6 separate regions of the Mus musculus genome follow, and regions 1, 2, 3, 5 and 6 are each linked to region 4. The links are chromatin contacts, called in public promoter capture Hi-C maps. All regions are on one chromosome and are shown on one strand. Each heading gives the region's core, a stretch centred on a gene start, on an enhancer-like site or on the middle of the called end of the contact. The rest is flanking DNA. Distances are from core to core; before and after follow the strand shown.

Evidence for each region. Promoter capture Hi-C pulls out the DNA fragments that hold promoters and counts their contacts. Capture Hi-C pulls out chosen DNA fragments and counts their contacts.
Region 1: a promoter capture Hi-C map of embryonic stem cells shows a contact between it and region 4. The contact joins the promoter of Sdha here to the promoter of Nkd2 in region 4. A contact is called at or near these places in 5 of 39 promoter capture datasets (cranial neural crest, embryonic stem cells, hippocampal neurons and 2 more).
Region 2: a promoter capture Hi-C map of pancreatic islet shows a contact between it and region 4, with 3 times the contacts expected there. The contact joins the promoter of Slc6a3 here to the promoter of Nkd2 in region 4. A contact is called at or near these places in 12 of 39 promoter capture datasets (the 3T3-L1 cell line, the C10 cell line, the HPC-7 cell line and 7 more), 2 of 484 Hi-C or Micro-C datasets (cerebellum and embryonic stem cells) and 2 of 9 other capture datasets (liver and pancreatic islet).
Region 3: a contact with region 4 is called in a promoter capture Hi-C map of liver, with 3 times the contacts expected there. The contact joins the promoter of Lpcat1 here to the promoter of Nkd2 in region 4. A contact is called at or near these places in 6 of 39 promoter capture datasets (embryonic stem cells, hippocampal neurons, liver and 2 more) and 1 of 9 other capture datasets (adipose tissue).
Region 5: a contact with region 4 is called in a promoter capture Hi-C map of stem cell-derived epiblast-like cells, with 7 times the contacts expected there. The contact joins the promoter of Ahrr here to the promoter of Nkd2 in region 4. A contact is called at or near these places in 21 of 39 promoter capture datasets (the 3T3-L1 cell line, 3T3-L1-derived adipocytes, the C10 cell line and 11 more), 30 of 484 Hi-C or Micro-C datasets (the Ba/F3 cell line, CD8 T cells, the G1E-ER4 cell line and 19 more) and 1 of 9 other capture datasets (embryonic stem cells).
Region 6: a promoter capture Hi-C map of pre-B cells shows a contact between it and region 4, with 2.9 times the contacts expected there. The contact joins the promoter of Pdcd6 here to the promoter of Nkd2 in region 4. A contact is called at or near these places in 7 of 39 promoter capture datasets (the 3T3-L1 cell line, cranial neural crest, embryonic stem cells and 4 more) and 1 of 115 datasets of contacts at active chromatin or transcription factors (astrocytes).

The regions. Positions count from the first base shown.
Region 1 is chr13:74,348,651-74,352,329 of GRCm38.p6, forward strand. It overlaps Sdha (succinate dehydrogenase complex, subunit A, flavoprotein (Fp)), which reads right to left and starts at 1,590. Exons shown (of 15, transcript NM_023281.1): 1 at 1,496-1,590. The coding sequence starts at 1,558. It overlaps Ccdc127 (coiled-coil domain containing 127), which reads left to right and starts at 1,667. Exons shown (of 3, transcript NM_001168659.1): 1 at 1,667-1,758.
Region 2 is chr13:73,535,055-73,538,836 of GRCm38.p6, forward strand. Slc6a3 (solute carrier family 6 (neurotransmitter transporter, dopamine), member 3) reads left to right here and starts at 1,693. Exons shown (of 15, transcript NM_010020.3): 1 at 1,693-1,806; 2 at 3,419-3,747. The coding sequence starts at 3,462.
Region 3 is chr13:73,465,221-73,468,770 of GRCm38.p6, forward strand. It overlaps Lpcat1 (lysophosphatidylcholine acyltransferase 1), which reads left to right and starts at 2,011. Exons shown (of 14, transcript NM_145376.6): 1 at 2,011-2,297. The coding sequence starts at 2,163.
Region 4 is chr13:73,845,606-73,849,147 of GRCm38.p6, forward strand. It overlaps Nkd2 (naked cuticle 2), which reads right to left and starts at 2,026. Exons shown (of 10, transcript NM_028186.5): 1 at 1,798-2,026; 2 at 1,665-1,700; 3 at 1,308-1,411. The coding sequence starts at 1,822. It overlaps Gm30303 (a long non-coding RNA gene), which reads left to right and starts at 2,003. Exons shown (of 3, transcript XR_382654.4): 1 at 2,003-2,203; 2 at 3,540-3,542.
Region 5 is chr13:74,290,713-74,294,210 of GRCm38.p6, forward strand. It overlaps Ahrr (aryl-hydrocarbon receptor repressor), which reads right to left and starts at 1,619. Exons shown (of 11, transcript NM_009644.3): 1 at 1,519-1,619.
Region 6 is chr13:74,315,484-74,319,161 of GRCm38.p6, forward strand. It overlaps Pdcd6 (programmed cell death 6), which reads right to left and starts at 1,843. Exons shown (of 6, transcript NM_011051.3): 1 at 1,624-1,843; 2 at 847-908. The coding sequence starts at 1,724.

The sequences.
Region 1 (3,679 bases), core at 340-2,839, 500 kb after region 4:
TAAGTAAAATTAAGGATTCTAGGATGTAAATGTTTCTTCAGCAGGATTGAGCAGCCATTAGACTCTTTCCCTTAACAAAGGAGACAAACCGAATTACAACTAGTAAGCCCATTTCTCTTTCAAAGACCATTCCTCTAGAAGGCAGTCCCGGGTGACAATAAACTTTAAATATGGTATTCCATAAAGCTCCACTTCTCTTCTTAACAAAGCCTAATTCTGACAGCTGGACGAGATGCCCATAGGCAGGAACAATAAAGATGCACTTAAAAACAATTCAGGCAATGAAAAATACCTTTGCTGTGCAAATCTCCCACCTGCCTAAGTGGCCAGACTTGCAGTCTCCTGTCTCTGTCTAAACTGGTCAAAGCATAAACTGGATCTGGAATAGGAAAGGAATTTAAGGATGCCAACATATGTGGTAAGCATAAACCTAAGGTGTATACAAGTTAATAAAAATCTTCTATCCTTGACTGTTCCTTTTGGGCATTAGCCAGAGCTGGGCTCAGACTATCATTATTTTTTTTTTTTTTCCTTGAGTGTGTGGAGTGAATCCTGGGCATGGGGTGGGCTCACCTATTTCTGCTACAAAAGAATTCTGCTACAATTATAGGTGGCTGACTTATTATCTCCTGTAAAGGGCTTCAATGATCAGGACTTAAAACCCTTCTTGCAGAGCCCAAGGGATAGAGGTGGAAGTAGGAGTTTGTGGCAGCAAATACAAATCACAGAAATTATCAAGGTTTGAAAATGCCTTCTGGCCTTGCAAGAATAGCTGCCAACTAACCCTTGAACATTTCATTGAACATGCATTTTAATATCTATTTCAGAAAATAGACAACTGCAGCCATAATTTGATGCACAATGCAAGTCGATACTGTTCAATGTCTTAGGGCCTTTACTTTGTAATTAAATTGTTAAGTAGGTAGGTGAGACAGAACTTTAAAGAACCCAACCTGTCAAATTTAGTTTACGTTAATAAAACCCTAGGAGTGTGACGAATAACAGGTGACCGGCAAAGAGTGCACTGAGACAAGATCTGACAATCTGGGAGGCCAACATCAGACCCCTGCAACCCTGAGTCACTGTGTACCTCTTCAAATGCAAAAAGAAGTCGCAAGACTGGATGAACACGGTGCAGAAGTCTCACCTGGTATCTTCAAATATCTCTTTGATATTTAAAAACAGTAGCTAAGGCCACTACACAAAACCTGTAAGCTCATCACTTATAAGTCTTAGTGTCGACACCCAGACTACCAACGGATTACTCGCAGACCCGTCCGCATCCAGAATGCAACAGGCCGGTCCCTCCCTTTAACCTTGGAGAACTTCGCTAGACCAAGACGGGGAAGGCCAGACTCCACGCCCGCGACCTCGGGGTCGTGACCTTCGCCGGAAAGCAGTCGGCTTCGGCCCACTGCACCTTCCCAGACTCAGGCCAACTCGGGTGGAATCGTGGCGCACTCCTAGCGCCTGCCATTTCGTGGCACTAACTCACCGCCCCAGTTAACGCCAAGCGCCGCCCGCGAAGAAGCCTCGAAACTGCGCCAACCCCGGCCATGTCTGCCTTCCCGCAAGCCCCAGCGACAGACTGCGCTTGCGCACCGAGTCGCGCGGGTGTCGGGCTTGGAAGATTCTGCGCCTGCGCAACACGCCCCTCCTGGCTCGCGTGAGTGGTGGTGCGCCTGCGCCCTGTAAACGCGGCGGTGGCAACACGTCTGAGGTAGGGTGGCAGCAACGCTGATGGGCTCTGCTCCAGGGGTAAGTGAGGTGCCAATGTCTTTAAAGTGCTTCTCGGGTGGTTCTTGTTTGCCAAAACAGAGAGGGTCGGATGATCTGGAGAGATGGAAGTAGGGTCCTGGGGCGGAGATCGCAAGCTCCATAAGAGCCCGTTTTGTTGGGCGCTTGAATCTCAACTAATGGGGGGGGGGGGGGGTACATACTGCCCTGGACTTCTAGAGTAGGTAGGAATGATGTCTTGGTGGCTGGACAAGGAGCAGCTAGCTGCACTGGGCTACGTAAAAGCCAGGATACTGAACTAGAAACTATATCCAAAGCTTTCGTCTTCGTTACAGCAGCTGGGAAGCTGGAGGCCCGGCCTGTTGTCATCCTGAAAGCTGCTTAGATCGTGGCTAGCATCCCATATTGCAAACGCGCTCTCATTTGATCACTTTCAGATAGTTTTTCTATTTTTCTAGTGAGTATAGCTGAAATGTTCGGTGGAATTAAATAGCATAAAAAGTAAACCAATAATCGTAATTGTTTCCTGAATTTTCAGTTAATATTAGATTAAGGTTTTCCTCTTGGTGCACAATCTTTATGACCATTATTTTGAATTGTTTAAGTTTACAATGAACCGTTCCCATTTTATTTCTTTGTTTTTTTATTAATAAATAAGGAAATATGGAATATATTCATGCACAACACTTTATATTTTGAATTATTTCCTTGAACTTTATAACCCCAAAATGGATGTTGTTGGTGCAGAGGAAATAAATATGACAGCTTACCCTACAAGGGTTCTGCGTTGGTGGGTTCAACCAACTGCAGATAAAATATATTTGGGGAAAATGTGTCTGTTCGGAGTATGTACAGACTTTTTTTTTAACAAGGGGGAAAATAAAACAGATGAACTACTTAAGTGCCTTTATACCTTATTAGGTATCGGTGACTTAGAGATAAAGTATTGAGCAGATTATATTCAAATACAGCATTGTATATGGGAGCCTTGGCTATCTTCAAGGCTTTTGGTATGAGATGGGGCTCCCCATCAGATATCTGATGGATGGCTATACATAGTAGGAGGTTTTTGAAAGTTGCCTGCTTTTAGTGTGTGTATGTGTGTGTGTGCATACATACATATATATATATGTATATACACATACATATTTCTAAATTAGGCATCTACCATACGTCATACGTATTAATTCTATAGTTCCTATAAACCGTTACATTCTGAGCCATGTATTATGGTTATATATTTATTGTTCATTATTGTGCATCTTAACATGTTAAACAAGGTTTGTTAAAAACACTAAAACTTTCAAAATTTGGGTTGAATTACGTATTTCTTACATGGATCTTGGTTAACTATTTTGTGTTTATTGTATTTGTACATATAAGCAAGCTGAATGTTTTTATGACTTTACAGTATGAGAACACCCATCGAATATGGGTACTTTTTATTTTATTTTTATTTATTTGAGACAGAGACTCTCTGTATAGACCTGGCTCTCCACTATGTAGACTAGACTATCTTCAAACTCAAAGAGATCAGCCTGCCTCTGCCAACTTGAATTCTGAGATTAAAAGCATGCACTAACATGCCTGGCTAATATGGGTAGTTTGTAAACTAGTAAATTTATATTAATATTGGTATCCAGCCTAGTTTGTGAGTTATACCCTAATATGAAGCAAGGGATTTTTGTAATCCTGATCATGATCCTCATGTAAAAAGATTTTCTTTGATTTTTGTCTGTAGAAAACTGCTCATTCTTCAAACCCCAGGTCATATAAAGCAAATGTCTATTGTGGATTCACTTTTATTGTTTTATTGTTATCTCTGTACAACTGTATTAAAGTCTTACAGAGACAACCAATAAGAAACATGTACAGTCATGCATCACTTAGTTAACAGTGGAGACAGATTCTGACAAATGTATTGATAGGGGATTCCAATTTT
Region 2 (3,782 bases), core at 443-2,942, 310 kb before region 4:
AGTCCCTATTACCAGCTGGAATACCAAGGACATTATTCCCCTACCCTCATCTACATGTGGAAACCATACCCTCTCGTGTCAGATGCTATTTAGAGTCAGGTCTTGGGTTTCATTGGCTCTCCTCAAAAAAAAATTTTTTTTTGTCTTATAAAATGGTCCTGGGGAGCTCTGCACACCTCTGCCCTAGGGAGACCCTAGAGAACTTCCCATTTGCCGTGGGAGCAGCTCTCTCCAAATCCTCCCTGGGGATCTGAGACTTCTAAGCCTTTACAGGAATAAATGTTTGTTGACTGACTCCAAGGTTGTAATGTTTCTCCACAGCAGCTCCAGCGGACCACTGACAGCTGTAGCAGTGTGCCCTCCCCATTCTAATCTCACTTGGAAAAACAGCTCTAAAAACAGCTCCTGCTAGGCATCAGCCTCATTTTGGGGGGCTGAAGGGAAGCGATAAGGCCACAGGACGTGGGCACAGAGAAGGAACCAGGAAGATAAGGGCCCAGCCATTTTGGGGTCCCAACTAGTAGGAGACACTGCTAGGAACTTGGTTTAGTGGAGCCTGCAGGTGAGATACTTCTTCTAGGGTCCCTCACTCTGGTCAAACCTCTCAGCTATTCTCAGGGAAAGCAGAAATGGAAAGGAAGGGCATGAGGGGGTGCTGGGAATGGGGAAGGCATGCAGAGAGGAAAAGGGCTTACCCTAGGACCTGCTCACATCTGGGTGTCCTGGACCTCCCTGGGTGGCCGAATGTCACGCCCATCTGGGCAGGACGATTCCAGTTCCTGGTCCTTTAGCCCTTGAAACAGGAATATTGGCCACACAGGCTTTATAGGTCCCTCCAGGAAAATCGGTTTCTGAAGCAGGCTGACTGGAAGGAGCCTTCGAGTTTGGATCAGATGGCCCGGATCTGAGTAAAAAAGTATGCTCAGAAGAGAACAGAGGCACACATTACAAACATGCACTTGTGACCATGGGACCTGAGAAAGGTGGCAGAGAATCAGGACCCATCAAAGGGGTATTGGAACTTTAGTGCCTAAGGTGCTCACGGAGTGAGGAGGGAAGAGTGCCTGAGCAAACTGGTCAGGGCAAGGACGAGACTTGCTGTGACCTGGCTAGGAACGCAGGTGGGCCACCTCCACAGCACCGGGAGGTGCGTCCCACTTGCTTTGTCTCCGAGCGGAACTGGAGTTGGAAAATCTTGCTCGCAGGTTGGTTGTTCAGGGACAAGGGAGCAGGGTCGGAGAGTCATACAACATCGAAGGGAGAACTGGGGAGACCCGGGTGAGCCTTGGGAGCTCCGCACAGATCCACATGCGCTCGCCACTTCACTCTCTTCCCGGGATCTGTTTCTGACAACCTTGCTGAAACCAGTTGTTGGGAGACTCATGCAGGCGCTGGCCGAGGAGAGCGAACAGGGACGGAGACTTGGACTGCTCCCTCCTGGAAACCAACTGTCCCTCCGGTCTGCAACGCGTCCAACCTGGAGATACACTGATCCCACGTGGCCGAGACTCTATAACCTTGCAAAGACACCTGCCAAACTCCTTGCCTGCCTAGGCTCAGTGGCCTCTGGCTCCCCGAAGTCATCCTAGTCCCCAAGTGGTGCAGGGGCGCTGCCCAGCCCGTCCTCCGCCCACCCTGGGCGGAACAGAGGCGGAGCCAGTGCCAGTGGGCGCCCCCGACGGCGGGCGGGGCTAGGCGGACCGACCCGGAGGCCCGATAAGAGCTCAAGGCTGAGACCTGCCAGAGCTGTGAAGCGCGACTGGAGGCTTACAGGACCTCAAAGCTGAAGTCTGACGCTGGAGGCAGGTAAGGACCAAGATCGCTTCTTACGTATCCTGGGCAGTGGCATCTTCACTGCTCCACTGACTCTGGACAGCCGTCCGGCGGAGCGAGGGGCAGAAACCATAGCCGACGGGGTTCAAAGTTGTCCACAGCCAGGGTTTTGGAGAGCAGCTCCTTCCATACAGAACTAAGGGGTGTGCACTCAGTGCCTGTTCTCGGAGCATAGGATTCCACAGAGCCCAGACTCAAGACCTGGTTCATAGGAGGTTGTTGCTTCCTAGGGGGACATGGCTGTTTGTGGCTGAGGCTGAGCATCACAGACCCTCCCTCGGCGATGGGCCCTTGGGGTTATTTTCACAACATGCCAAAAAGCTCCATCTCCGTTCTCCGTTTTGTTTATTTGTTGTGTTGTGTTTTTGTCTTTTCTGTAAGCCGGGGCTGAACTCAGGTTGTGGGGAGAAAGCAGAGAATCTTGGTTTATGAGCCACCTGTTTCCTGATCCAGCCGGTGAAGAAAGATGTTTTCTCAGGGGCCATTTTGCTGTCTGTGCCTAAACCTCGCCTCTGAGCTGTCAGTTGAGGAGTAGGGTGGGGCAGGCAGGTACCTCTGTACCTGTGTCTGTGAGAGAGCTGGGGAGGCAGCCTGGGACCAGGTCCTTTGCTCAGCATCTTGCCGTCTCTCAAGCAACGTAGGGAGCTCTCCTACCTGCTCCCTAGCAGCTGCCACCCTCTAGCCCATCTTTGACACATGTGAGGAATTTGCATTTGGGTTTGTCACCAGGGTAAAGAGGCCACAGAGAAGTGGTGCATAAAATAACTTCTGTCAGGAGTTTTTGTTTAGGGATGCAGAGGAAAGTCACCCCATTAGAGCAGTCACCCACATGTCAGGCTTCTATCAGTGTGCTTGTCTGAGTTCAGTGGAAACAGGCTGTCACTGGGTGAGAGTGCTGCTGCCTCCCTTATGCCCCATGGCCCTGGCTCTGCAGAAGCATAAGGCAGGGTTGCTCTGGGAGTGCTGCTAGTGTAGCAGTGGCCTGATCCTTCCCCTGGTGACATTCTGGTAACTCTCTGTCAGCTCAAAGGCCTGTGAAGCCATGGTCATGGGCAGGGTGGTTTGTATGCACTTTCCTTGGAGAAACCAATGTCCCGTTTGTTTTAAACTTTTCGTTATGGTAGCTGATTTTGGTTATATTCACTTTGCTTTTTGTTGTACTACTAAGTATTAAAAAAAAGCTACACATCCTTGCAAAGACTGAAGTGAGTGGTATGCTGTTGGCAGGGGGTAAAGTTGCCCCCATCCCGCTCCGGGAATGTGGGTAAGCAATGCAGGCAGCATCTGAGATTGCTATTAGGAAGCAAATAGAAGTCACACAAGCCGGCGTTAATGTGAATGAGGGCTTTGGCAGGAAAGAGGATGTGTCTATTTCTAGTCTCCATAGCCAATCTCTCCAGTCTCTGTGAACCCCTTCCCTCCCTGCCCCTGCACATCCCTTAGCTATCTTTTATCCTAGCCATGGAATTTCAGGTGCTTGGACTACCTCAGGTCTCTGTGTTCAACCCAAGTACCCTCTAGACATGTCTACTGAATCTGCGCATTGCTGTATGGATTTGTTTTGTTTTATTTATGTTGGTTGAAGTCGAAGAAGAAGGAAACAGACTTCCTCGGGCTCCCGTCTACCCATGAGTAAAAGCAAATGCTCCGTGGGACCAATGTCTTCTGTGGTGGCCCCGGCTAAAGAGCCCAATGCTGTGGGCCCCAGAGAGGTGGAGCTCATCTTGGTCAAGGAGCAGAATGGAGTGCAGCTGACCAACTCCACCCTCATCAACCCACCGCAGACACCAGTGGAGGTTCAAGAGCGGGAGACCTGGAGCAAGAAAATCGATTTCCTGCTCTCAGTCATCGGCTTCGCTGTGGACCTGGCCAATGTCTGGAGGTTTCCCTACCTGTGCTACAAAAATGGTGGAGGTGAGTGTGGCCTGGCCTCCTGTGCTTTCTGAGGG
Region 3 (3,550 bases), core at 761-3,260, 380 kb before region 4:
ATGTCTTCCTTTTGACAGTTATCTTCTGGCCTCTGTGTCTCACCAAAACCTGCTCTAAACAAATCATTTCCTTCCTCCAAACATGCCTCATCGGCCCAAGGATACACTGTGGGTTTCCACCAGGTCACATTTCCGATGGGGCTTCCTCAAAGGTAGAACAGGGCAGGTGGTGCAGACAAGTCCTCTCCTGGGAGTGGGACACTGACTCTGCCTGGCCTATTCATTTTGCTTAGATTGCAGGGCTGGGACATGGTTCCTCCCTAATCCATTCAGGGACTCATACTGTACTGTGAACCTCCTGGGGCTCTGAACAATTGATTACAATCTGGATGAAAAAACAGCTGCATCCTCTCACACCTCAGAAAGATAAACGACCAAGATCAAGGTAGAGGCAGCTCTCCCTGATGTCTCTAAGGAAGGGTCCTCCCAGCTCTCTCTCCAGCTTCAGGTGGCTGAACATCCTCAATTAGGAAAACTTGGTCTTACATGGCATCCCCCCACCCCCCATTCTGCCTTGTCTCCTCATTCAAATCTCCCATTCACAAAGACATCACTAATACTGGATGGGTCCTGACAAATCTATTAGAGTCATCATGATCACCTGCAAAAGATTTTCTTTCCACAAAATATGTGGACTTGGGTCAACACCGCTACACAGGATGTTCACAGCTTTCTATGACCCAGCTTTGAGGCTACAGAAATCCTGGCCCAGGATACCCGCAGGCTTCTTTGCTTGTAGACTTCAGGTGGCACCTGGCCCGCCTGTCTTCCTTCCTCTAAAGGTCTGTTTGTAAGCCTGATAGGCCTTTGTGCCCTGGGGTTTTCTTGACAGGGAGCTGAAGATCCTTGGATGCTACACTCTTGTGTCTGAGACTTGAACAAATGGGAATTAAAATCTAGAATCAGTGGAATCTAGGTCACAGGACAACATATCAGAACATTAAGGCCGGGTGTGATGGCGCACGCCTTTAATCCCAGCACTCGGAGGCAGAGGCAGGTGGATTTCTGAGTTCGAGGCCAGCCTGGTCTACAAAGTGAGCTCCAGGACAGCCAGGGCTAAACAGAGAAACCCTGTCTTGAAAAAAAAAAAAAAAAAAAAAAAAGAACATTAAGTTTGCTCATAGTCCTTAAGGATCTCCACAGCCTTCTTAGCCCAGAGGAAAGGCTATGTGTACTGTCGCTGCTTCATGGCTCATTTTGCAGAGGGGACAAGGGAATCTCAAGATAACGTCACGTGTCCAATACAAGATGAAGCTTTGAAGTGACAAGATCTGTGCGAGCATTTTTCTTCTAGCCAACTCCTCAAAACAGAGCCTGGTCACATTTCTGTCAGGAGTTATCAGAGGCTCTGGTCACTCTATTGTGAGAGGATGTGGTGGAGACTCTGAGAGCTCTGGTGTCCACAGGAAGTTTGGACTTTGGGGAGGTTAGACAGGAAGCCAAGGGTATCTGGAATTAGGCAGAATTTAGCTCCTTTTTCCTGTCTGGTGACTGAGGCTAGACCCTCTGTCTCCCAGTACCTGCTTGTTGAGTGTTCTATGAGCTATACAAATAAAAGCACCTGGTGTTGCTACAAAAGGCATTTCTTTAGTTTTTCAAATGTATACATTTTGATCAGAAAGCTACTTTGTATCCTATTTTAAAACAGGATACAAAGTACAAAAGGCATCCAGTGAGTCAAATGAATACATTTTAGCAGAAAGGCTATTTAGAGTCCTAGTTAATGGTGTGATACAAATTAGGGTCTCCTAGCCTATCTTCTCCCTCGATGGCGACTGATGGATTACAATGGTTAGGGGAAGGAAGCTGCCTGTGAGGACAGCGTTGCGCTGAGAAGTGGGCCTGCCCAGTTCAGTCCTGCGACCCAAAATTTAAGGTCTCCCTACACATGCAAATTCGCAGGATTCCCCTAAGTCCAGGAGCCTTAAGACGCGCAGGCGCATTCATAGCCCAGAGCGGTCTGGGCGGGGCACCCCGTTGGCCCCACCCACGTCACGCCGCCCCTCCCGCGCCTGCGCCTCCGGGCGGCCGCGCATCCTAGGCCCTCTCCCGCGCGCTCTGCTAGCTCTGCTGCTCTCGGCTCTTCTGTGCTTGGCTCGGTTCAGCTGAGCTCGGTCGGCTGAGCTCCATCTGCTCTACTCCTTGCTCAGGCGCGGGCAGCCATGAGGCTGCGGGGCCGCGGGCCGCGGGCCGCCCCCTCCTCCAGCTCTGGGGCAGGCGACGCGCGGCGCCTAGCGCCCCCGGGGCGGAACCCCTTCGTGCACGAGCTGCGACTGAGCGCCCTGCAGAAGGCCCAGGTGGGTTCTCCGCAGCGCTGCTGTACTCTATCCAGGATGCGCTCGGGATGCGGTGGGGAGGGGCTGGGCGCCGCCCGGTCCTCCGTGAGCCGCACCCCTCCCCTGCAGCACTCTTCCAACCCGCGCCAGGGTCCCGCTTCCCGCCGCCTGCGTGCACGCCGACTTACACCCTTTTGGTTTCGGTACTGGACCCTGCACTCCATCCCTTGGGCCCTGCACCCTCATCCCAGGCCTGGCCCGGGTTCCCGCCAGCAGGAGGCCTGGAGGTGGGCGGGGGTGGGGGGGTGTCCTCGCATCAGGCAGCCCCTTTCCAGCGTCTCCGCACAGCTAGGAGGCCTACTGTGTGTCTCCGTGGCCTAGTGTCGGAACCTGAATTGTCATCTGGAGCACCGGACGCGCGGGGCCCCTGGCATAACCCAATAGGATGATTTCCACATCCATGTTTGCAGATTGTTTCCTGTGTCTAGTACACTGTGTCGGTTGTTAGCGATGCTCCCTTGGGCTGCCTGTGCCCGGTATCAACTTTATACAACATAGTTCCCACGTGAGAGGGAACCTGTGCGCTGCGGCTGGCTAGTAGTGAGCGGGGACCTGGATCTAGGCACAGTTGCTATCTGTTCTTGTGGTTCTCACCGTGAGACCCGGCACGTGGGACCTTTTTTTACTCAGGGGCCAGGTCTGTGGTGCTGTGGTCACTTCTGGGACCCTTCTTTGAGTAATGAGCAGAGTTCACAGTTTCAGACTTCCGTGGTTTACAGGCAGAGTAGTATTTCCAACTGTAAGGGACCAGCTCTAGGAGGAGATGGTGTTTTTAAATGTGTAACCTATCAGACATAATATTAAGGTAAAGTCTGTTGAAATTATTACTTTCCCAAGCACCGGTTTCTGCTCAAAGCATCCAGTGGGGTTAGTTATCACCCGTAGGAATGGATGGTCAGCAGAATTGAACACGGAGAGTGTAAAGTAAAGGCCTCATATTGGCCCCCAGGTCTTGTCCTCTTTCCTGGTTGTGTCTGGAGCCTGTGAGGCTTTTCCTGAAGTCTTTGCTGCTGTCAGGTTGCTCCTCACGGCCTGGGGCTGTGCCCAGCAGGAGGGCTTAGGGTGCAGTCATATTTGAACTTTATTACTCTCAGTTTCAGTCCACAACCTCCTACCCTACAACTCTATCCCTTGTCACTTGTGGGTCTTCCTTCCTCCCGGATCTGCTGCCTGTGTGGATTTGGGACCCCTCCCAAGTCAAGTCCCTCCTGGTT
Region 4 (3,542 bases), core at 776-3,275:
CCAGTGACAACCACTTCCTTGTCAGCTAAATTGTGTCCTATTCTGAATACCAGTGCTCTCAAGTGAGGAGTCCAAGGACTGAGCTCAGACTTGTTGCTAGGGAGAAAAACCCTAGGCTTGACAGCTAAGGGGAAGGGCCAGTCTAAATGCTCTCCCATGGCATGAACAGGTTCCCAGAGACCAGCTCCAATAACGTGCATCTGAGAGCCAAGCTGTGTAGAAGCATCAACTGGCCACCAAAAATTCCTCAGCAAATGTAAGTGGTAGCAAAATGGACCTGGGTGGGCAGCACTGGATGTCTGGTCTGGCCTCCTCTACTAGAGATGGACATCATGTAACTGTTTGAATCTCCACACTGGACCCACAATACCTCAGCATACCCGCTTTTACAGCTACAGTAGATCCGCTCAGAAAGCACACATCCAAACTCTAGTACATATTATTTTAAGCCTCCGTAGCTCCAGGTCTCAGGTCAGGGCCACACCAAGTATTCATGAACACCCAGAAGTTTCTATTCACCCACCAGAAGGTCCTTTCAGAAAGAACACTGATGCCAGCCCACTTGCCGACTTCACAGAGCTCCCAGCCAGTGAGGGAGTCTATCTGTAGTGGGAGCCAGTAGTGGGGAGCCAGTTCTAGGTGACCAAGTGTATTGTTCTTGTCCTTTCAAACTCTGCTCTCCCCAACACCAATAGCCCAATGTCTACTTCTTCTTGCTGGCAGATATGTGGGTGTTTCACCCACACTCCATCACATCTCATCCCTGGGGCCCTGGCCCTGGGCAGTTCTCTGCTCTTAAACACAGCACATGGATCATCTTCTCTCAGACACAGGGTAGCTCTTATGGTTTGGGGACACCGTTTTTTCCACTGCCCATTTGTCCAGGGATGCTCCCTGCAGGCCTGTATTAAGCTCTCCAAAAGATGGGAGGCAAGGGTAGCCTTAACCTCTGGACAACTTCATTGTGCAAGCAATCAGCCCTATAACATCCATCAACAGATGGAGAAGGTCCTCCAACTCAAGCCTGGAATTCTGAGATCATGGCCCCCCTAGTTGAGTCCCATCTCTGCCTTAGAATCCCTTCACCAGTTCCTCCTGCCTGAGGGGTGGAGTCACCAGTCCAGCCTAGCGCTTGGAGGTTCCAGTACCACCCAGCCCCCTCTGGGATACTATGCCAGATGCTGGAGAGGGTTAGGCTATCCTGGCCAGCCATATGAGTCTTCTGCGTCTCCCGACTGTAAAGAGGCAAGACTCAGGTTCTGCAAGGCCCTTAGTTGCGCGACCCAGCCCACCTTCCCGTAACCTACCTGCTTGTCCCGTGAGCGATGTTCCACACCGCTGCCCGCGCGCCGGTCCGTTTCTTCCGCTCCCCTGCGACCGCTCCCGTACGCAGGCACCACGAAGCTGTCCCCTGCGGCCCGCCCGCAGACGCGCGGGAAACAAGGCACCCACGGAGAAGGAAGGAGACCGTGAGCTTCGTGGAGTGCGCTTCTGCCCAGCCTGCCTTGCAGCGCCCACCCGGTACCCAGAGCCCCGAGGCCACGCGCTCCCGGAGACCCAAGGCGTGTCCCAATCGAGGGCGCGAGGCAAGGCGCGCCCCAAGCTTGGAGCTCTGCGCATCCGGCCCCGGGGCCGCCTCGCTCCCTGACCGCACCCGGGCTCACCTTCGGGACTCTCTCTCCTCTTGCAGGCTGCTGCGGCTGCGGCACGGTCGGAGGACACAGGGAAGACGGAAGGGACAGTGAGTGGCGGCGCCCACCCGCCCCCCTCTCTCCCGCCCCCCGGCCCGCTCCTCACCGTGCTTGGACTGAAATTTCCCCATGTCTCCGCTGGGCCTGGACCCACCCTCCGGCCGAGCTCTCAGGTGTGCGTCCGAGGTTCGAGCCCGGGGTGCGTGAATCCCGAGCTGAGAGCAACTCGTGGAGCCTGGATCCGGGGCCGGGCAGTCTGGCGAGGCTTGGCCCGGCAACCGGAGACACCGGCGCGGGCAGCGGCCGGCCTCCCTCTGAGCGCGCGCGCCCGCGACGGGGCTTTAACAGGGGTTCTCGCAGCGCCCCCCGCGGCCGCGGACCGTAGCGCAGTGGACCTTAGCGTCTCCTTTACCCTAAGACTTTACTAGACAGGCGGTTTGGAACCTGCTCTGAGCAACGACTCGCACAGGGCATCCCTGAGGGCAGACAGAGCTTACCTGCGTGGACTCCAGGTTTCTGGCTCTCTGCGGTTTCTTTTGTGGGGACACCCTCCACCCCTCACCAATCTTTTTCTTGAGATTCCCAAATTCAAGAGTCGGTATTAGGAATCCTCCTTTGAAAGAGAGAACCCTGGAAGAGAGTTACCTACGTCTTAGACAACCTTCTTGATACCTTTGGCTGTGAGAGGAGTTAGGCACATGCTTGTCGTGAAGGGGCTGGGGGTGAGTGGGGTGCGGAGGTAGAAGGCCATGGGAAGGTACCTGGAAGAGAGGGAGAGCAGGTAGGACTAAAGTGAGTCCTGGCCCGCTGGAGCAGACCTTCCTCCCTTTCCCTCATTGATGAAAGACCAACGCTGCCCATCAGTGTGGACAGGCCCTGCATCCTTCCCTTTGCCTTTGGTTGGGGCAGGGTCCTTGCTGGGCTGTGGTTAGTCCATCTGGCTCCTCTTTGGCTGGCCAACCTCTGAAAACCCTCTCAGTATCTCATCCTACAGCTTCTCCCTTAGAAGAGATCACCCACCCTTGTTTCAGAGAAATCTCACTCCCCCTTCTTTCTTGGGCTCCAGCTTATTCTGGGGATACCTCTCTGTTTGGTTCTCCACTTTGCCCATAGAGCTCTGTAACACACAGATCAAGAATGAATGTGTAGTTTTCTTTCCCAGCCTTCTTGAGATATGGTTCATATACCCTACAACTCTCCCACTCAAGAGTCACCACTACCTAGTAGCCTGTCTCTGTTCAGAGATGTGTTCACATAGTCTGCTCTAGAACATTCAACTCCTAGAGTGACTTAATTTTAGCACATACTTTCTGCAAAGAACCACAGCCCCCCCCCCCCGCCTCTTCATGGTCTGTATTCCAGGCTGGCCTTGAACTCCATGTATAGCTAAGATGACCTTGAACTTCTGAAGTCCTTTGGAATTGTTGATATTAAGGATTCATGACTGCCCCCCCCAAAAAAGTGCAGAATGGCTTACCTTGAACAGGACCATCTCACAGCCATGGGCATGACACAGGTAGAATGGACTCATGTAATTATGAGGACTCCTTACCCACCAGGCCATTCACCTAGCCTCATCCCTCCTTTGTGTCAGGGTTTCACCCACAACCAGCAACTGAGAAAGAAGGAATGGGATACCAGGAGAGGATTCAATGATTAGGATCCACAACTATGTTTGGGGGAGTGTTTGTAAATATAGCTATCATTATCACTGAGGCCATAAATGAGGAAGGTTCCCACAAGGACAGGCTTCACTGTGTTCCACTGCCTACCACAGTCTAGGCTCAGCTTTGGGCAAACCAGGTGAGGCTGGCTTGCTCTATATGTCCTCTGCTTCATCCTGTTTAGGTG
Region 5 (3,498 bases), core at 369-2,868, 440 kb after region 4:
TGACAGCAGGGCCTGACCTCTGTGGCCTATGGATCTTCTACTCACTGAGACATGAGCTGACCAAATTTCTCAAGTGAAAGTAACAACTGTTTGTCATATATAACAAATAAGTAGAAAGTAGAAACAGAAAGCAGTCCCTTGTGTGCTTGTTAGCAACATTCTAGTCTTCTTTCCAGTCTTGCATCCATGATAACCCTGAGGCCATGTTGGGTTACTGGGAACACAAGGTAGAAAGAATATACTAGTTCTGAACACAAATACTGCCAGTTCTGCACAGACACAGTCAAATGGTCTATTACAATATCATCAGATGGTTGGCAATAGACACCTCACAGGGCTGCTGGATTAGCTCAGTAGGTATCCTAGTCTGGAATAATCAGCACTTGGCCATGCCCCTGCTCATGAAAAAAGACAGCCACTGCTCACTGCGTCAGGGTCTCATACCAAGGCAGGCCACTCCCCATGATGGGCAAAAGTGAACCAGACTCTGAGGCCTAGAGTGTCTCCTACTATGAGTTCCTTGATCAGGCTAGGAGAAGTTAAATTACACTGTACAGTACCCCCAAGCTCTGGGGTATCACCCAAGGTGTACACATAAGCTTCTCCTAGAGTTGAGCCTCTAAGTTTAGCTGGATACAGTCCTGAGGAGCCAAGTTACACCTCGCACCCCGGACAAGGGTAGCCAAAGTGAGAAAGATCTCATGAATCCAAACCGTAGAAACAGCTGCAAAAAATAGACCTTTTGGAGGGTGGGGGGACCCTTGTACTAGAACTGTGCAAAGCCTGAACCTCCTTCCAGGAGAAGCCCCGGGAGGGGAACGAGAGTTGTCCCCAATAGAGAGAGCTCTCCAACTGGGACTGGGGAAGCAACACAAGGCCGAGGACTCCAGGGTTTGTACCACTAAGATTTTCAGCAACACCAGGGTCCTGTCTCTTTCTGAAAGAAGCCATACACCGTAATTTTCTGCTTCTCAAAATTGGAGAAGGCAAATATTTCTGGTGCCACTAATTGGACAATTCCCGGAATGGTGGAAGTCCCTCCAAAGCGTGAATCCCTTGTTACTGCCCTCTGATCTCCATGAAAGGGCTTGCTACTGCGCCACTTTCGCTGGCTGTGCCCGTGGTGCTCCAGTCCCAGGGATAGCTAAGGCGGCCTGTGAGGAGCCCCCTTGCCATCATCTGCAAAAAACTTCTAAAAGACATTAGGTCCAAGGCAAAAGGACTCTCCAATGCGGGACAGGTATTCCCTGGCTCATTTTCGGGAGTGAAGGAGTTTGGGGACAGGATACCCAAGTCAAGAGAAAACTGACTCCTCAAAACTGAAGAACCTGACTGGCTTCCCTCAAAGGTCTGATGCCAAGAGAGAAGCCCCTGGAGTGCCCATCACTTTCAGCAATTCTGGACCCTCCAGATGCAAAAATGTGTAGCAGAAGGGGCCCCAGACCAAGCTGGACAATCTCAGAGTGGCTACAGCAGAGGCAAAGACCAGAGAGCCCCGTGAAGTCCAAGAGTACTTACCCGGGGCAGGCGGGGCGCAGAAGATCGGGCGCGCCCGCTGAGGGAGCCGCGGAGGCCAGGAGCTGTCAGCTCTCTCATCTCTGGGACCTGGCCTCAGACTAGAGAAGGAAAGCCCCACCCCAGCACGCGAGCCGCCCCGCCCGAAGCGGCAGACGCAAGGGAAAAGCGGCAGAGGGCGCACGCACATCCTTGTCCCTGCCTGCCACGCGCCCTTTCAATATTTAGGGTCCCCGGGTCTGAGTGCCTGGATAGGGTGTCACCGCTTGCTCTTCGGGTACCCGTGATCTTTGTGCCTAAATATGTTTTTACCCGGGCCTTTGGAGATCCCAGAGCAAGCCTCCAGTTTGTGCACCAAATCCCACCTGGTCCTAAGAAAATCCAGGGAGTCCTTCCTTTTGCGGAGCTGTGGGTTGGGGCCCCTTGGCCCCTGGGGCCAGAGAATGAGATCAGAATAGGTAACCAAGACTTAGCGTGTTCCTCCTTTCTTGCGCTATAGAGTTGTTTGGAAAATAAAAAAGATTAAAGATACAGTATGTTTATACTTTGCAAAGCATAAAGTATTAGTTTGCTACTTTCTGACACAGAATTTACCAAGAATGAGAAATATTAGGTACATTGGGGTCTTTCAGGGGACATTCTCGTCTAAGCTTTTCAGGACACCACATGGTGGATAGGCTCAGCCCTAAACATACCTATTCGGCTGTCCCGCCTGGCCTAGGCATCGTGACTCTTACTAACAAGCACAAGGTTCAGAGACTCCTGGAATCTCTGAAGTTCTTCGTGTGGGCAGTCTGCTCTCCATGTCCCACCCCTCATCCAGTCCCTCCCACCTTCCACCTAGGCACCCAGTCCTGATTTTGACCCTGCCCACGTTTCAGGCTCTTGGGAAGCACCCGAGTATCACACTGTCCATTGGCTAGGGTTCCTCCAAAGTACCCTTGCTTGCTTCTGCTCCTTAGATTTGAACTGGCTGTTTGTTCTGAAGGCATTCTCTTCCCTACAAGGGAACAAGGGACCAGCCCTGGGATCTCAGAAGTAAAAGGTACTTTGCCTCTTCTGTGCACAGCTCTGAACGTGAACAACTAGTTCGCGAGTTTTGTCAGAGAATCTGGAAACATAAGGGCAGTTCTGTTCTCTATTTTGTAAACAACTCTGCGTGGCAGACAACAGAGGCTCAGCAATAATGGTTGGATAAATGTATTTATATTGGGTTTTTGTATCAGACAACGTGCACCTACACTACCATGTTTTTTGTTTATTTTTGGTTTTGTTTGTTTGCTTGCTTGTTTGTTTCTAGATAGAGTTTCTCAGTGTAACTCTGGCTTTCCTAGAACTCAGAGATCCACCTGCCTGTCTCCTGAGTGTTGGGATTAAAGGCGTGTGCCGTCACCACCTGGCTCACTACCACAGTTTTTTTAAAAAAAATGATTAATTGTATTTTAATCTGTTTTTTTTTTAATGTAAACTATGCCTAGAAAAACTTGGTCTGTTAGAACTGAAGTTATTGTAAATTTGTTTTTAATTTTCATAGTTTGTGATTCTTGTGTATCTCTCAAACACCATCACTGCAGTGATAATGAGGTGGTGATGGTATCTGAGAGAGGTTCTGCTCTGCATAACCTGGTGATGGGGGGGGGGCACTGGCATCTATAGGTACCCTAAGAATTTGGGCTTTGCTGTCCCTTTCAGGACCTTTGGGTCTTTCTAGAAAGAGCTTGCACTCCCTCCTCCACTCTGCCACTTAAGACAAATAAAAGTCCCCCCACACTTACTTTGTCCCCTCAGAATCAATGGGAATGGGATACTTCCACTATTGATTCCTGGACTGCAGGGCAGTGGAGGATTGCTCTACCCAAACACAGCAAGAAACTTGGTCCTTGATACCTTCAGAGGTATAGGTCGCCAATTTCGGTTGCTCCTCATCTTTTTCTCACAGTCTCAAGTCTCTGTAGAAATGACCCTTCCAGAGGAAATACCACC
Region 6 (3,678 bases), core at 593-3,092, 470 kb after region 4:
ATACAACAAAATATTAATATAGTATTTTATAGTAAAAATAATCCTACTTTACACTCATTGGTGTGAGAGTGTCACATCCTCTGGAATTGGAGTTATGTGCAGTTGTGAGCTGCCATGTGGGTGCTGGGAATTAAACCCAGGTCCTCTGGAAGAGCAGCCAGTGTTCTTGACCTTTGAGCCATCTCTCCAGCACCCCCAGCTCAGTGCACCCTTCTTTTAAGTTTTAGCAGGGTTTTTTTTGTTTGTTTTTTTGTTTTTTTTTTTTTGTTATTTCGAGACAGGGTTTCTCTGTATAGCCCTGGCTATCCTAGAACTCACTTTGTAGACCAGGCTGGCCTCCAACTCAGAAATCCGCCTGCCTCTGCCTCCTGAGTGCTGGGATTAAAGACATGCGCCACCACCGCCCGGCAAGTTTTAGCAGTTCTTATAGCAAACATACTTCCACAAAAGTACCTAAGGACCATCTTGAAGCCTTTCAAAAACTAAGCAATTACTTCTAAATGTCACCTGACAATTTGTCAGTGTCCCCGATGATCCTCTTCAGAACAGTTGCTAAGACTGATAGCAGGTCAAAGGCCTTCTAGATAAGTGAGGGACCTCTGTTGCACAGAGCTAACCTTTTTCACTCTTGGGCAAGGTCTACACTATAGCTCCCATTTCAGAGGCTCACATACATTTGTTCTGGAGCTCGGTAAGGCAGCAATGATAATTAAGAAAATACAAACACAGAAGCTTAGCAAACACCTTTACCTTATACCGGTAATGGCAATTTAGTCTTAAGGACTTCTTTGGAAATAATTCCAGGAAGGAAACTGCTTACTGTGAATGAATCAGGCTTCAACTCACCATTGGATAATGCTTGCTGAAGCTCATTGTCTGAAATCACTCCACTCCTGTCTTTATCAACCCTACAAAAACAAACAAACAAACAAACAAACAGAAAACAGGTAAGCTGGTGATTAAATGTAAAGGAAGTATTAAAAATAAAACATAGCCAAGACATCATTTTCATCAATCTACACTAGGTCTGGAATGTTACTCTGGCCAGACCTTCCTCTTTGCTCAGCTGGAATGTCACACGCCCCCAGGTGTGCCAGAGACTAATGAACAACCAGAAGCAGTAGGAGGGGTTGAGTCATCTTTTCTCTATTCCTTTCAAGCTTTCTGTTAGCTCTTCAAGTCTGCTTAATTTATACCTGCACCAGTTCATCATAATAGGTAAAGAAAGATTCTCTAGGACGAATAAGTCATTCTTTGGCACGAGTCAGTGGAAAGACAATCAGTCATTCAGAAGGACGGCCAGGGACAGAAGACATGCAATAGCAGCCAGCTCTTTTCACTGATGCCGTTTTCCTGATTCAAGATTTGTCCTGTTTCTAACGCAAGCACCTGACCCTGTAGGGCGACTGTTCCGCGCCCTTCGGCCCTGGGCAAAGTCACTGCCAACATGACCCTGAACCCTGTGCTATTGTAGAAGAGAGAAAGTCGGGGATGGAGGGGAGTAGGAAGGACTGGGAAGGAGGTCGGGGGATGAAGGGCTGGGGAGAGGGAGGACTGGAGAATAGGCCCTGAAAACTGAGGACCGACCCAAGGGCCGAAGGAGCTGAGCGGCGCTGGCCTTACCGCTGGAAGACGTTCCACAGGAAGCTCTGGTCTGGCAGTGCAGCTCCAGCAGCAGGGCCGGGGCCACCACCCGGGCCTGGGCGGTAGGAGTAGGCAGCCATGGGCTGATGCACAGCGGCAACGCGGCCCAGCTCCACAAGCTATGCTTCCGCCTCAGTTATGGGGCAGGACCAGGAGCCCACAACTTCCTGGGAACAACGGAAGCGCGCACCTTTGAGTCACTTGGCAGGCGTGGTCCGTTGCCACGCAACGTCTGGAGGGCCTTGGGGTTAGTCTGAGCTCCGCCTCCTACTCTTGCCCGGCCTTGGGTGTCCCTTTCCTTTTCAGCCCCACCCCGCTCCGCCCTCCTGTGTGTCTCAGCCCGAAGCTGCGGCGGGTGAGCTCAGAAGAGACCACGCCATGAGGGGCCGACCCAAGCTTACAAAACGCCTCGACCTGTAACGGAAAGTGGTGAAAGCTTTCACTTGGACCGACGGCTTCCCTTTACGTCTGCATTAGTATTTAGTGCGAATGTGATGTGCACCAACCGCATGAAGTCCTCGGCGGAAACGCAAAGTGCATTTTGTGCACTCTGGAGTTTGTCCGTCTGTCCATACTACACCTTCTTGCCTTCCCACTTGCTTATATCGGTTTATGCCCAGCCTCCCTAGGTTTGCAGTGACTTCATTTGTAAATGGCCCGAGTGAGGTTTGGTCCTGAGGTGAGAGCTGTGTTTTCTCCACCCCTTACTTGGACTTCTGTACTTTTGGTGGTTACTCCTTTTAATTATAAGTATTCCTTCTTTCGTTCTAGATACTAATTCTATGGTGCTTTTATAGTTTGGAATGTCCCTAAATGGGAAAATGCATAGCATTGGGGCAACTACCAACCGGTCACATTCACGGGCTGTCAGGCCATCCTTCCACCTAAATCTGAATACTGTGAATAGCTCAAGATACAGATTACTCCGTTCTGCCATAGGATTATTCCAGCCTTCCTGTAGTCCTCATCCAGGGACAGACTTATAATAAGAACTGCTATGCTGTCTTTATGGGGGGTTTGTTTACCCCATAACTAAAGAAGAGGGTGAAGAGACCAAGGGCCAAGAGTATGGCCTTGTACATCTGAAACTTCCATGTGGATAATCATCCATTATTTAGCACAGCTATAGATCTGATCAAGTCCCAACTGTATCGTTTTCTGCTCCATTTCTCTTGTTCTTAGGACATCTTAAGAGACTTTCAAATTGCTCAAAGAAACATCTTATAGCTTTGACATTTACCTCAAAATCTACAAAATTCTTTAAGAAAGGTAGATTTTTTTTCCAGGATTTGGCGAATTCATTTTTTATAATTTCTCATAAACTGTTCATCTCACTTTTGAATAATCTTTTAGACTTTTCTGGTTCTTTTATTTAGAATCTGAGATCTATTTTTATTCTGTCCTCTCTCTGGCTCCTTTTCTCTTTACCAGAAATACAAAAATATTAATCATAATTTTCCTACTTGAACTGGAAGTTTTCCAGTACAGAGAAACTTCAGCAGACCCGAGGCTGCTGAATCCGGGACTCTACCAGCTGTTTGCTGACTTTGGAATGCTATAAAGGTCCAGTCCCAAAGAGACCACCTTCTGCAACAGCTTACAGGTAGTTGTCTTCCAGGTGCCACCATCTATCTCCTTGCCCTATCTCAGGTTTAGTTTCCTCTTAACCAGGTCTGTTCTAAGCTTTCCAGTAGAGAAATAAATGAGATAACCCTGTCCTCCTATGATGTTAATCATATCATGTGTCTGCATATTGGGCCACTCTTTCCTTTAACCTAATTCTCTGAGCTACTTCTTTGAGCTACTATATACACAAAATTGTTTTCCTTTAGAACTTTTCTAAACATTGGCTCTTTCTGGGAGCTGAGGTGCATGAAATGGGTAAGTCATTGTCATATCTTTTGCATAAAGATCTTTTTGTATGTGTACAGACGCATGCGTGTTCTTATACATATCTAATTTAAGTGTACCTCTAAGCCACATTGGTTCCTTTGCTTACTGGTGGAATGCACCCTGAACATTTGCACATGGAAG